2 separate regions of the Mus musculus genome follow, and region 1 is linked to region 2. Evidence: chromatin contacts called from public Hi-C data. All regions are on one chromosome and are shown on one strand. The core of a region is the stretch at or near the end of the contact, and the rest is flanking DNA. Distances in the headings are between cores, read along the strand shown. Region 1 has its middle 52 kb from the start of Trim2. Region 2 overlaps Tmem131l (transmembrane 131 like).

Region 1 (5,473 bases), core at 406-2,905, 400 kb before region 2:
GAGGGTGAAAAGGAGGGGAAGAGGGAGACCTTTCCATAAAGACAGCTGGCTCTTTTGAATCTCTATAGGGTAAGCACTTGCTGTAAATGCCAAGCCATACTGCTGTTTTAGGTATTCACACATGTTACAAAACACCCCAGGCAATCTCCTTCACAGCCCTAACAGCTCCTGGTCAAAGATGAAGTGTGTCTCTCACAGTCTTCCCAGAGGGAACGCCTCAGGAGCGAGGCTCCATGTTAAGTGTTGGACACTTAGTAAGGACCTGGTAGGTGTCTGCTCTCCTCAGGTTTATTGGTGACCTTTTCAGCTCGCAGGTCACCAGACCCAACAGTCACCATGCTAAGTTCTTGGCTGGACTCTAGAAGTGGATAAGAGTGGCGGGAAGCAAATGAGGTCGCAGAGTCTGGTTCACTGTAAGAGACAACCTAGAAATCCCCCAATGTAGGATGCTGCGAGTAATCACACAGCAAGTGCGCCGAGCAACATCACTAGTAAAGAGCTAGAGACCCCTCTCCTGCCAGGGTCGTCTTCAAGCTGCCACTTTCCTCTGGCAGGGGTCTCTCCTGACGCAGACTGCAGGCCACTTCCTTGTTTCTCGATCATTTTGTCGCCCGCATGTGCAAGCCTTATCTATAGTTCAGCTTGTACCACTCCATTTCGTGTAACTTCACACTGTATCTTTCCAGTTGGTTCCTTTCCAGCCCTGCCCTTTCTGTGTTTTGTTTTGTTTTGTTTTGTTTTGTTTTGTTTTGTTTTGTTTTAAAACTGTGATTTGGACCCAGGGCCACACACATGTTAGGAAAGTACTGTACCACCCCGGTATATCTCCGATCCCTCTGTCACTTTTTATTCTGAGACAGGGTCTCTCCAAGTTGCCCAAGAAGGTCTTAGAAATTCCTTAAAGAACCCAGAGAACAACTCAGTGACCCACAGGGGTCACTGGTCAGTTTCTTAGTGTCTTGGTCTTCCTCCGTATTTCATCATTTCCTGCACCTCAGGGGTTGGAACAGATGCATGCTTGATCCCTATACAGGACACTAGATGGCGCCATATCCTTCCACTCGTAGCACATCAAGCTAATTGTCTCTGAAGCCATCAACTGTTGATGCTGGAAGGCTAGATTCATTATTTATTCCCGGGAGGTCTTCAGAACGGTGATATCTGAATTTCGCCATTTGGTGTTTGAGGATATATCTTGGTAATGGTTCATTCATCTAGCATGTGCGAGGCCCTGGGGTCAATTCCCAGCAATAGAGGGAAAAAAGTACTGACTTTAACATTTAAAAAACTCACTCCGTTAAAATTTCACTTGAGGGCTGGTGTGATGGCTCAGGGGTTAAGAACACTGACTGCTCTTCCAGAGGTCCCGAGCTCAATTCCCAGCAACCACATGGTGGCTCAAACCATCTGTAATGGGATCTGATGCCCTCTTCTGGTGTGTCTGAAGACAGCTACAGTGTACTCATATACATAAAATAAACAAATCTTTAAAAGAATTTCCAGTTGATATGCAAAAAATGGTAAAGTTGCTTGTCTTCCTGGGATCCTGTGGGCTCTCGTCCTTTATTTTCCATCATCAGTAGAATAATTATACAAAATGTCACCTCTCACATAGGATATGACTTCGCAGTGGTATGAGTCAGAAGATTCTTGCTCTTACTATGTAGTTTTCAAGAAAATGGATTCATTCCTGTGGGGGTTGGGAGTACAGACACTCCCTGTTGTGTTGGGCTTTTGCCAGTCACTGAATCTGCCTGCACACGGCTGCTCTAAACAGTAGAGCACGTGAAGGTGATGGTGGATGAAACCTACACCTGTGTCCCGTAGAGATATAGATTCTGCTTTGTGTCCTTAGAGGTGGTGCCTGGGGCTGCTTGTGAGAAATCCTGTAACCCAGACAATGCCACTTTAGAAAGCCCACCTGTGGGAAAGATGGTCAGCCATCCCAGGGAGCCTGGGCGTGAGACCTCCCACTGCAGCTCCGTGTACCATGATAAAGCAGACTGGTGAGTCCCACCCCACCATTTGCTCTTCCTGGGGCACAGGTACTGTGGCCATTCCCAGCAGGTCCCACATGAAGTTCTAAAGTGGAATTCATAACCATTTTCATTGCACACAAAATTTGGCAAGACTAGTTACAGGCAATAGTTGGCAGATACCTCCAGGTCACCCTCAGAAGATGACCCATGGGACTGTGACACTCTGAGGGGCTGCAGTTGCTGACAGGCACTCTGTATTTTAATGCTCTGTTCCTTGTTTGGTTAGTGGAGCCTCTGGAGATGGTTTCTGGATCCTTTGGATGTAACTTTGGTAGTCTTTGGTAGCTCACACATATTTGGTGTAATAGAATGGTCCAGCCTCATCTTACGCTGGGATTTAGCCAGTGGTCCAAGGATCTTGTTGTCTTTTGTGGAGAATATTATGATTTGCTTCTATATTCCTCCTCATAGACAAGATAGATAGATGCCCCGTGAATTCACACTGAGAACTGCAGCTCAACTCAGAACTCACATTTGACTTAACCTTCTTGTCCATCTGTCTGCCTGTCTGTCTGTCTGTCTGCATTCCCTTGAACACTGGAAATGACTAACTGGCAGAAGCCATCTAGGAAAGATATGGCAAGTAAGTTTCCTTGAGGTGGCCCACCATTTTGCATGGCTGTGATGCAGACACTCTGGAGAGGCACAGCCCCAGAGACTTCGTCCCAGGGTTGCTTCTTGCTGCTGATATGTCTTTCCTGACACTATTACATAGCCCAACGATTCCTGGGCATCAGCCTATCTGATTGGGCAAATTTCCTGCAGATCAACACAAAGATGAACTTTCATAAATTCATGCTGTTTAGATGAGTTAATGACTTTATAGAATTCCTGACTTGATTCAAATAATTTTAGGAAGAAAGTGTAAGGAGATGGCTTATTTGTTTTGGCAGAAAGATATAATAAAGTCAGAATGAGGAAGAACAGAGTATGCCCCTCCTCATAGAATAGTAAGTAAAAAGTGCATAATAAGGAATGCAATGAGCTTTCACAATTACACCAGGAAGAAAAATAGGCTTCAGACAGATTTATGATCAAGGAAAAGCATTCATTCTAGGTCAGGTCCAAGGATGAAGTCACGGGTGTGCACTCTGATAAAGCAAGGCCATGTGACACTGTTGTTGCTTTGAACTTATAATGAGCTTATAGAATGAAACACCGCTTTGAACTTACTATCAACATCCGACTGTAACTCCCCTTTTGTGTAACACTTTATCTATGAGGTAATTTTACAAAGAACCTTTGTCTAAGAAAGTATAAAATGGCTGAGAGAAAAAATAAAGTGTTACTGTTGGGGTTGTGCTCCATCCTCCAAATGCATATAGGTCTGTCCATCTGTCTATGTGTATGTACAATATGACTGTATGTCTTTATGAATGTATGTCTATATGTATGAACATGCATACATAACTAGGTATATGTGTATATAGGTGTGCATGTGCACTTGTGAAATTGATGAAACAGTCGGGTCCTGCCAGTGTGTGTGTGTGTGTGTGTGTGTGTGTGTGTGTGTGTGTGTGTGTCTGACTTTCTTCCTTTCTTTCTTTTCTTTTCTCTCTGGCTCAACAAAGAGTTAATGAAATCCAAGTCTCTTGCCTGGACATCTAGCAACCCTTGAACCAGTGAAGAAGTTGGAAACCAGAAAGTGATAATGTAATATAAAACAAGGGGGCCATGTTCCAGTCCCAGCAAGCAGCAGAGTTTGGCAGCTTTAGCCACATGGCTCTGGCTTCAGAATCCAGAATAAAAGGGATGACTGGGACAATTGATGATTGTTAGCTGGAGCTAAGAAATTAGTGGTAATTAAGAAGAGACCAGCATCACTGAGGTGAAATCTTCTGAGAAGTATTTTCTGAGAGCACGGAGAAGCTGCATTCCAGAGATAGCCAAGGTTGTACCTTGTGCTGTAGCTGGACTTGGTAATGTGTAAGAGTCATATGTAAGGTGATACTGGTTTTGAAGGCATGAAGGGATCATGAAGAACAGCTGAGGCTTGTTACTGTGAGGGGCCATGGAAGGCCATTGGTGAAGAGGCAGCCTCAGTTGCAATTGATGGCCCAGGACTGAAGGGGTCATGCAAAGGAATTGAAGCTTGGTACCATGAAAAGAGCTTATGAGAGGCTATTGGTGAAGCCTAGTTGCAGTGGAAGACCCCAGTGTATTGGAGATGCCAGTACCATGGGAAGATCACCAAGGACAGCAGCAGCAGCAGTGAAGTCGATCAACCTGAGCTTAGACTGCTACAGAGGGCAAAGCTGGAGAAGTGAAGCCAGTCCCTTGGAGGAGCCCAGAAGATCATGTGTAGATCCCAGACATTGAAAGAAGAAGCTGTAATGTTGAACTTGCCTTGGAGACCTAAAGATATTAAAGATGCCAAAGCCATGAGATATGTCCTGAAGAAAGCTGCTAACAGGGAGCAGAACCAGCCCAGGAAAAAGCAGAGATGAAAAAGAAGTGGAGATCTGAAAACCACTTTGACATCAGACATGGAGATTTTTGGAATTTGCCCAGCTGGTTTTCTGTCTTGTCTTGGAGATTACAATTAAGTGATTGGATGCATCTCAAAAGAGACTTTGAACTTTGGACTTTTAACTTTGTTGAGATTTCTATAGACTATGGGGATTTTGGAAGTTAGACTAAATGTACTTTTTTATTATGTTATGTTTAGATATGACCCCCATCAACTCATGTGTTTGAACAAGCCTATTGGGGCCCAGGGAGTGGAATGTGATGGTTTGTATATTCTTGGACCAGGGAGTGGCATCATTTGGAGGTGTGGCCTTGTTGGAGTAGGTGTGTCACTGTGGGTGTGGGCTTAAGCCCCTCACCCTTGTTGCCTGGAAACAGTCTTCCATTAGCAGCCTTCAGATGAAGATGTAGAACTCTCAGCTCTGCCTGCACCATGCCTGCTGAGATGATACCGTGATCCCACCTTGATGATAATGGACTGAACTTCTGAACCTGTAAGCCAGCCCCAATTAAATGCTGTTTTTTATAAGTCTTGCCTTGGTTATGGTGTCTGTTCACAGCAGTAAAACCCTAAGACAGCACCTTCCATAGGACAGGAGAAACCCCGCTAGGAACCAATCTGTTCAGACAGACAAATTCATATGGACATGAAGAGGAAAAGGGCATTATAGAGAATATCACATAAAAAGGAAGGTTGACCCTTCCCTATCTGTACTCATGAATGATGCAGGATTTGTATCAAAACCACACCTGATCAAAAGGGCAAGGAAATGTGGCACTTCCCAGGCTGAGGACTTACCCTCGAGCCACTGGAAGGTAGGGCTCCAATGTAAATGTCCCCACAGGCTCATTACCTCGGACAGTTGACCCTTGGCTAATGATAGTGCATCTCAGGACTTAGTGGGAGCTTTAGGAAATGAAGCTAGCTGCAGACATGGGACCTGGGGGTGAGACTAAGGGCTAAC
Region 2 (5,856 bases), core at 2,319-4,818:
GGGCATCTCCAGAAGACACGTGCTCCGAGAAGCAGGACACACCTTCAGCAGAGGTCTGCAGTCCTCGTTCTCCGTCCTAGTAAAAAGAGCATAGCACACACCGCAGGCAGACAGACAGACAGACACACCGCAAGCAGACAGGAAAGAGATCTCTGATGAGTATGGTTTTTCTCTGTAGATGATAGCAAAGGTGTGATATGATTGCTCAGCAAGCTTTACCTTCTGATTGTATGGGTGAGAGTACAGTGGTTTGTAGTGACCCCAGGCTGCTTTTATTTTCTGGGAGAACTAATCATAAGCCTTGTGTTAGTTAACTCATAGAGAGAGTAGTAGAACAAACTGGCCCAGAACCTGTTCCATCTAGTTAGTACTGACATCTCTTCCTCACAGTGGTCTGGAGGAGTTGCTTATCTATTCTTGTTCTAAAGCTATTATCATCTTTCTTTTCTCTAAGATATCAGAAAAGTTATTATTAATGTAATAGGAAGAAATCCTCCTGCAGTGAGGGAAGAGTTCATTTGGTAGAGTACAGCGGCCCGGCTCTGTAGGTGTGAGCACACCGATGCATGACAGGCAAAGGCGCATTCTACATGATTCATGAAACTTGAGGCATAAAGCTGGCCCAGCGCAAGGAAAACCAGAAACACAAACTTCAGCCTGCTTCAGACATCTCTGTGGGATCAAATAATGTCAGCAAATGGGTGCAGTAATTCCCCACCCCAATAATCCCATACGGAAAACCTACATAATCCAATTATTCTCAGTGGTCCGCCTAGATTGGGCAGCTCTAGCTCGATGCTAATGTATTCCCCAGCTATGAGACCCTTTGCTACCTGCAGTTTCTCTTAGCTGTGTGGTTCTGCTCCACCTTCCCTTCCTCCTCCTCCTCCCTCCCTTCTCCTTCCTTCTCTCACTTCTCTCCCTACCTGCCTGCCCCCACTCTCCAAGGCCTCCCATCCCACCTTTCCCCTCCACTGCCCAGTCACAGGTTCTAGCTTTTATTGACCAATAAATGGGAGAAGGTTCACATGAGATCCAGAGTATGTGATAGACTGCTTGTCCGAAGGCCACATCAGAATTCAAGCAGCATCAGGACCGCCCACAACATTGAGGTGTCATTGAGAGAAGGAAAATGTGGGCAAAGACTATTTGTCCTGTCAAGTTGAGATGCAATTACAGCAGACATTTTTAAATGAAAATGAGCCTGTAAACTTGTCCTGAGGAAACCAGGTGAATGACAACCCACCAAGTAGACGTGAAGGTTTAGGGTTGCAGAAGTTGCATTAAAGGTCTGTTATTGACATCGGCTTATTTTATATCCAGAACTAAAACTAAAACAATAAAACCAGATTGCAAATACTAAAAACCCTAGTAGATATAGTAATATCTAAGAGGTATTACTGAAGATAGAGTAATATCTAAAACACTTGGAAAGTGGGGATAGTCAAAGGCAGGTGGGAGGAAATTTTTACTGTGATCATTCCAGGTAGAGGGCAGTCTTGTGTGTGAGTCTGTTTGTCTGTCCCTGTGGCACTGAAGATCAAACCCAGAGCCTACGGATGATAAGAACCACTAGGATACACCCCAGCAATCTGTTTCTTAGCTGTCTTGTTTTGGAGACAGGGTCTCTCTTCATAGCTTTGGCTATCCTGAAACTCACTATGTAGACCAGGTTGGCCTCAAAATCTTTCCTCTGCCTCTTGAGTGCTGGGATTAAAGGCGTATGCCACAGTGTCTGGCCCTTAAAGAGATCTTTAATGACTAATATATAATGCAGAAAAAATGTTAGAAAGTTGATAATTCCTTTGGTTCTACTTTGGTTACTTAAAAAAAATTAGATTCTTATAAAATTGGACCATAATGTTTGATCTAAAAGGAACTAATTGTCTTAATGTCACCTTATCCATTTCCTGTCCTGTCACCTTATGTATGTGTAAGCCTACACATCTACCTCATGGAGAAATATTCAGAAGGAAGGTTTATGAGATAGTCAGTGAGCCTGGTTATTTCTATATTCCAGGCTGTTCAACCTTACATAAGAAGCATGACTCTTGCTTAAATTAAATGGAAGTACTGTAAATATGTAAACCATAGACATTTCACAGTGGATTTATAAAGGCACAGGAACGTGGATGTAATCAAGCAGCAAGACTAAGGCTGGCCTACAGGGTTCTGGAAAGCCCTGGAGGGAGTAGCATCTTGTACAAGCATAGCACACAGAAAGGTCAAAGAAGGCAGGCAGCAAGCACTGCAGAATCTCCAAAAGGACCCAACAGGGCCGACAGCTGGGAGTGTCTAGGGAGCCCATCTGGTTGAAAGGCAGGCACCCACAGGGAAACATGGGCAGGAAGGCTCTTGAGCTCTCCATATTGGGACTGCCAGGCAGGAGTTAGGAATAGGGGTTACCTCTATGGAGCTGGACCTGTAGTAGCCTGACTTTATTACTCAGAGTTCTCTATATACATATGCACATATGCATTATGTATGTATACATATATGTATTATGAATATATATGAACTGATAAAATGAGGATATGAATATATACACATGCATGCATATGTATACACATATATAGTATATGTTTATATTTAGACTGACTTACCAGATGTGGTCTATATAGTCCAACAAGGGCTGTGTCACAGTGCAGTCTGAGAATCCTGGAGTTGTTTAGTCCATGAGAGTGAATATCCCTGCTGTCCCAATCTAGTGCTGGGGTCCCAGAGGACTCCTTGACAGCTGCTGGTTTTCAGTCTGTGTTGGAATCCTGAAGGAGTTGAATTTAATACCGGGCATAGCGTCTGAATAGACGAATTCAGCAGCAAGATTGAGAGCAAGAGCTTCCTCTCCCCGTGTCCTTTTATGTGGGCTGTCATCGCAGGGCCCAGATTTAGGGGATGCTACCTAACGTGATCCAATCAAGAAAATCCCTCACAGGTGTGCCCAACTTCTGTGGCTTCAGTTGATCCCAGACGTAGGTCAGAGTGACAATCAAGGTCTGCAGTCACACTTTCTCTACGGCATGAGCAAAGGTGTGGCCTGAATCTAAGTACTGGGTGATGTAGGGGTGCATGCGAGGCAGAGGAACAGATGCAGGAAGGGACGCAGAAACCACGTTTTGGAGTTGAGTATGGAGCCAATGACGCCAAGGTTCCTGTGGTCTCATGTCGCCCTGAGAGGCAGAGGTGATGCTGCTGGCTCCCTCTGCCACACACATGTACCAGAACCCTACACCGTGCCAGATGAGCCTTGGGCCAGATGAGCCTTGTGTATGCTGCCCCTTCATTATGAGGTTTTTTTGTTTTTTGTTTTGGTTTGATATTTTCTCCCATTCATCTCAACCATCAAATCATTTGAGGACTTCACTGGCCCCTGATCAGTCCTGTGCCTGCATACACTCTGGGTCTGTGCAGCTTTCAGCCATCTGCACGCAGTGTTGGCAGCTTGCTTAGCAGACTGCAGGACCAAAGATTTGGGGAATTCAGAATGGACTTTGGGACCCAAGGATGTGCCCTTGGTTGCAAGGTAGATATTCTGGTGCCATCATGTGGCTGACCTTGGTCATTGCCTCGGTGTTTGTGTCCTGATTCCGTGGGTTTGTTCCTTCAGGTCAGTGGAAGCTTTCTGCACCACACTGTCCATTAGAGAGAGTCACTCAGGGAGCAGCCCTCGGTGAGCACTGTGTGCATGCAGTTTGCAGGGTTTTTTTCTTGCTCATTCTTAGTGCCTGACTTCATAGCTTCTATAAATCTGTTGTGCACAGACAACTAGCTCTCTCTGTTGACAAGGAGGGTGAAGACCTGGCTTGGAAGCCATAGACTAAGCCTTAGCTCTGGGTTTTTATTTTCTCTTAAATGCTTTGTTTGTTTGTTTGTTTTAGAAAAGCAATTTTGATCACAGAAACATTAAAAGGAAAGGGGGGAGAGATGTATTATGTATCTAAAATGTAATGTTTTTTGAATGAGATCTTTAGCTTTTTTTTAGTGTAAGATAGTTAAGAGTAACTATTACTGCGTGTATATGGAAGTTGTAATCCTGATTTTCTCATGTGGTTGAGTATTGAGTGGGAAGATGCTACTCCATCCTCCTTCTGCAGGCTGCCTCTCCTCTTCACTTCATAAATAACTCTGTGATGAATGATTCGTTCTGACTCACCGTGATGGCTGCAGGCAGGACTGACTGGTTCAGCTTCCTCATTGTCAGGCTGCCTTCCAGGAGGGTGACTCCAGGTGACTTTCTCCTGGGTGGCAGTTGAATGAGCTGGCCTCATTCTCCCTGAAGCATCATTTGTGTCAACAATCTTCTGTTGTTGGGTTCAAGGCCCCCACATGCTAATAAGCTCATGCCCTACCTCTGAGCTATACCCCTAGGCCAGTTAGCAAAATATTGGACATGTGATAGATGAGCAAGGGTGTTTGGTTTGGGGGTGTTGTTGTTGATTTGGGTGATGGGACTTGGATCCAGGACTACTTCTGGGTGGAAACAGTTGTGTTATCTTTTTATTTTATCTAGGGAAAGATGATTTTCCTCCACTTTGTACGTGTGTAAAGTTAAGTGGTAGAGGGAAGTTTTTTTTAAACACCCATCCAAAATCAGCATGGTTGGAACAAACCTCTCAGTTGTGCAGGCTGACAGTTTGTTCCAACCATGCTGATTTCTGAAAGGCAGACAAATGTTAGTGACCACTGACCAGCCCCCACTCTCTGACCCCATTTAAAGACCAACACTTGACCTGTGTTTGTTCTTGGACAGCAAGGCTTTAGTGCATGAGTTGACAAGCCTTTGTTGGCTCTTACAGTCAAGGTGGACACAGACAAAGTTCCCCCAGCAGCAATTAGTGACAAACAACGGTGATTGCTGGCAGCCGTGGTTCTGCCCGAGTAGTCTCTTCTGTGCCTGTCTGTGGACCATCAGACAGAAGCCTGGAGAACGGGTCTTTCTGTGTGGGACTTACAATATTTTTAAACACATTTAGAGTAAAAAAAAAAAATCATGTATTTAATATTGGGAGGATTAAAAGAATATAAAAAGAAAGCAAAACTCCATGGCCCCCCCTGCCTGTGTGACCTAAATTCTCTGCCTTTTCCTGTTACACATGCAGGAGGCTCTGATAGCCTGGACTGAGGACAAGTAGGGAATTGAACACAAGCTTCCCTCTTTCTCCTTCCAAGGCCCGTTAGCCAGATGTCTGTTAGCTTGCCAAGGGTTCCTCCTCTGATTTCTGGGCCACCACAAAGGAAATGAACTAACCTTTGCTTTGTTCACAAAAGAAGTCTAAAGCAATAGAGAAGCTCTGGTCCAGGGGTCCAGGGTCTCTGGTGTGGGGTACATCTTTGTATTTGTGAAGACCATGGAGGAGGCAAGTCCTTCCGAGCTGCAGGAGTGTTGTTAAGCCTGACTCTCTTTGCCTGTGCTCTGCTGAAGAGGGGAGTAGGGAAGGAGTGGGGGAGGGGTTGGCGCACACCCTAGAGGATGGGGAAGATGCGTTAAAGGACCTTAACTTAAGGGACCATCCCATGGCCACCAACTGAGCCTATGTATAGACCACACCTGACAAAGTTTTAAATGTGTGTCTATGTAGCGCATGTACCTGTAACTGTCAGTACACTGGATTAAGTTCTTCATAACCACATTTGCACATGAAACATGTTCTGACTTCATTTACCCAAGAAGCTGTACCTAGTTTAGAACATTCTCTGGTGGTCTGGCTGTTCGTGAAAAGTTCATTTCAGGCGAGTTAGAGTAGAGATGCAGCTCCTACCTTCCCGGGTCATTTGGATTCTGCTCGGGCAGTTGATTCAGTCAGACACCAAATGACCAAGTGGAGGCAGAAGGTTTAGCGCAGCCACCTGGATAGC

Evidence for each region. A called contact is a pair of places that touch in the nucleus more often than the background predicts.
Region 1: a contact with region 2 is called in a Hi-C map of pancreatic cancer cells, with 5 times the contacts expected there. The contact joins two enhancer-like sites. A contact is called at or near these places in 19 of 39 promoter capture datasets (the 3T3-L1 cell line, 3T3-L1-derived adipocytes, the C10 cell line and 12 more), 6 of 15 datasets of contacts at CTCF or cohesin (the NIH/3T3 cell line, embryonic stem cells, large pre-B cells and 2 more), 111 of 484 Hi-C or Micro-C datasets (3T3-L1-derived adipocytes, B cells, the BV-2 cell line and 53 more), 14 of 115 datasets of contacts at active chromatin or transcription factors (the NIH/3T3 cell line, SST interneurons, differentiating embryonic stem cells and 9 more) and 3 of 9 other capture datasets (embryonic stem cells, liver and macrophages).

The regions. Positions count from the first base shown.
Region 1 is chr3:84,308,768-84,314,240 of GRCm38.p6, reverse strand. No RefSeq gene overlaps it. Among named protein-coding and RNA genes, the nearest start is that of Trim2, 52 kb to the right of the region's middle. Within about 2 kb of position 1,655, at least 57 of the 459 cell types and tissues checked have an H3K27ac peak or open chromatin away from gene starts, as enhancers often do. A contact at or near this core is called in the BV-2 cell line, bone marrow-derived macrophages, embryonic fibroblasts and 3 more, where this site is marked.
Region 2 is chr3:83,913,648-83,919,503 of GRCm38.p6, reverse strand. Tmem131l (transmembrane 131 like) reads left to right here. Exons shown (of 35, transcript NM_172681.4): 26 at 1-53. Among named protein-coding and RNA genes, the nearest start is that of Tlr2, 75 kb to the right of the region's middle. Within about 2 kb of position 3,568, at least 33 of the 459 cell types and tissues checked have an H3K27ac peak or open chromatin away from gene starts, as enhancers often do. A contact at or near this core is called in the BV-2 cell line, bone marrow-derived macrophages, embryonic fibroblasts and 3 more, where this site is marked.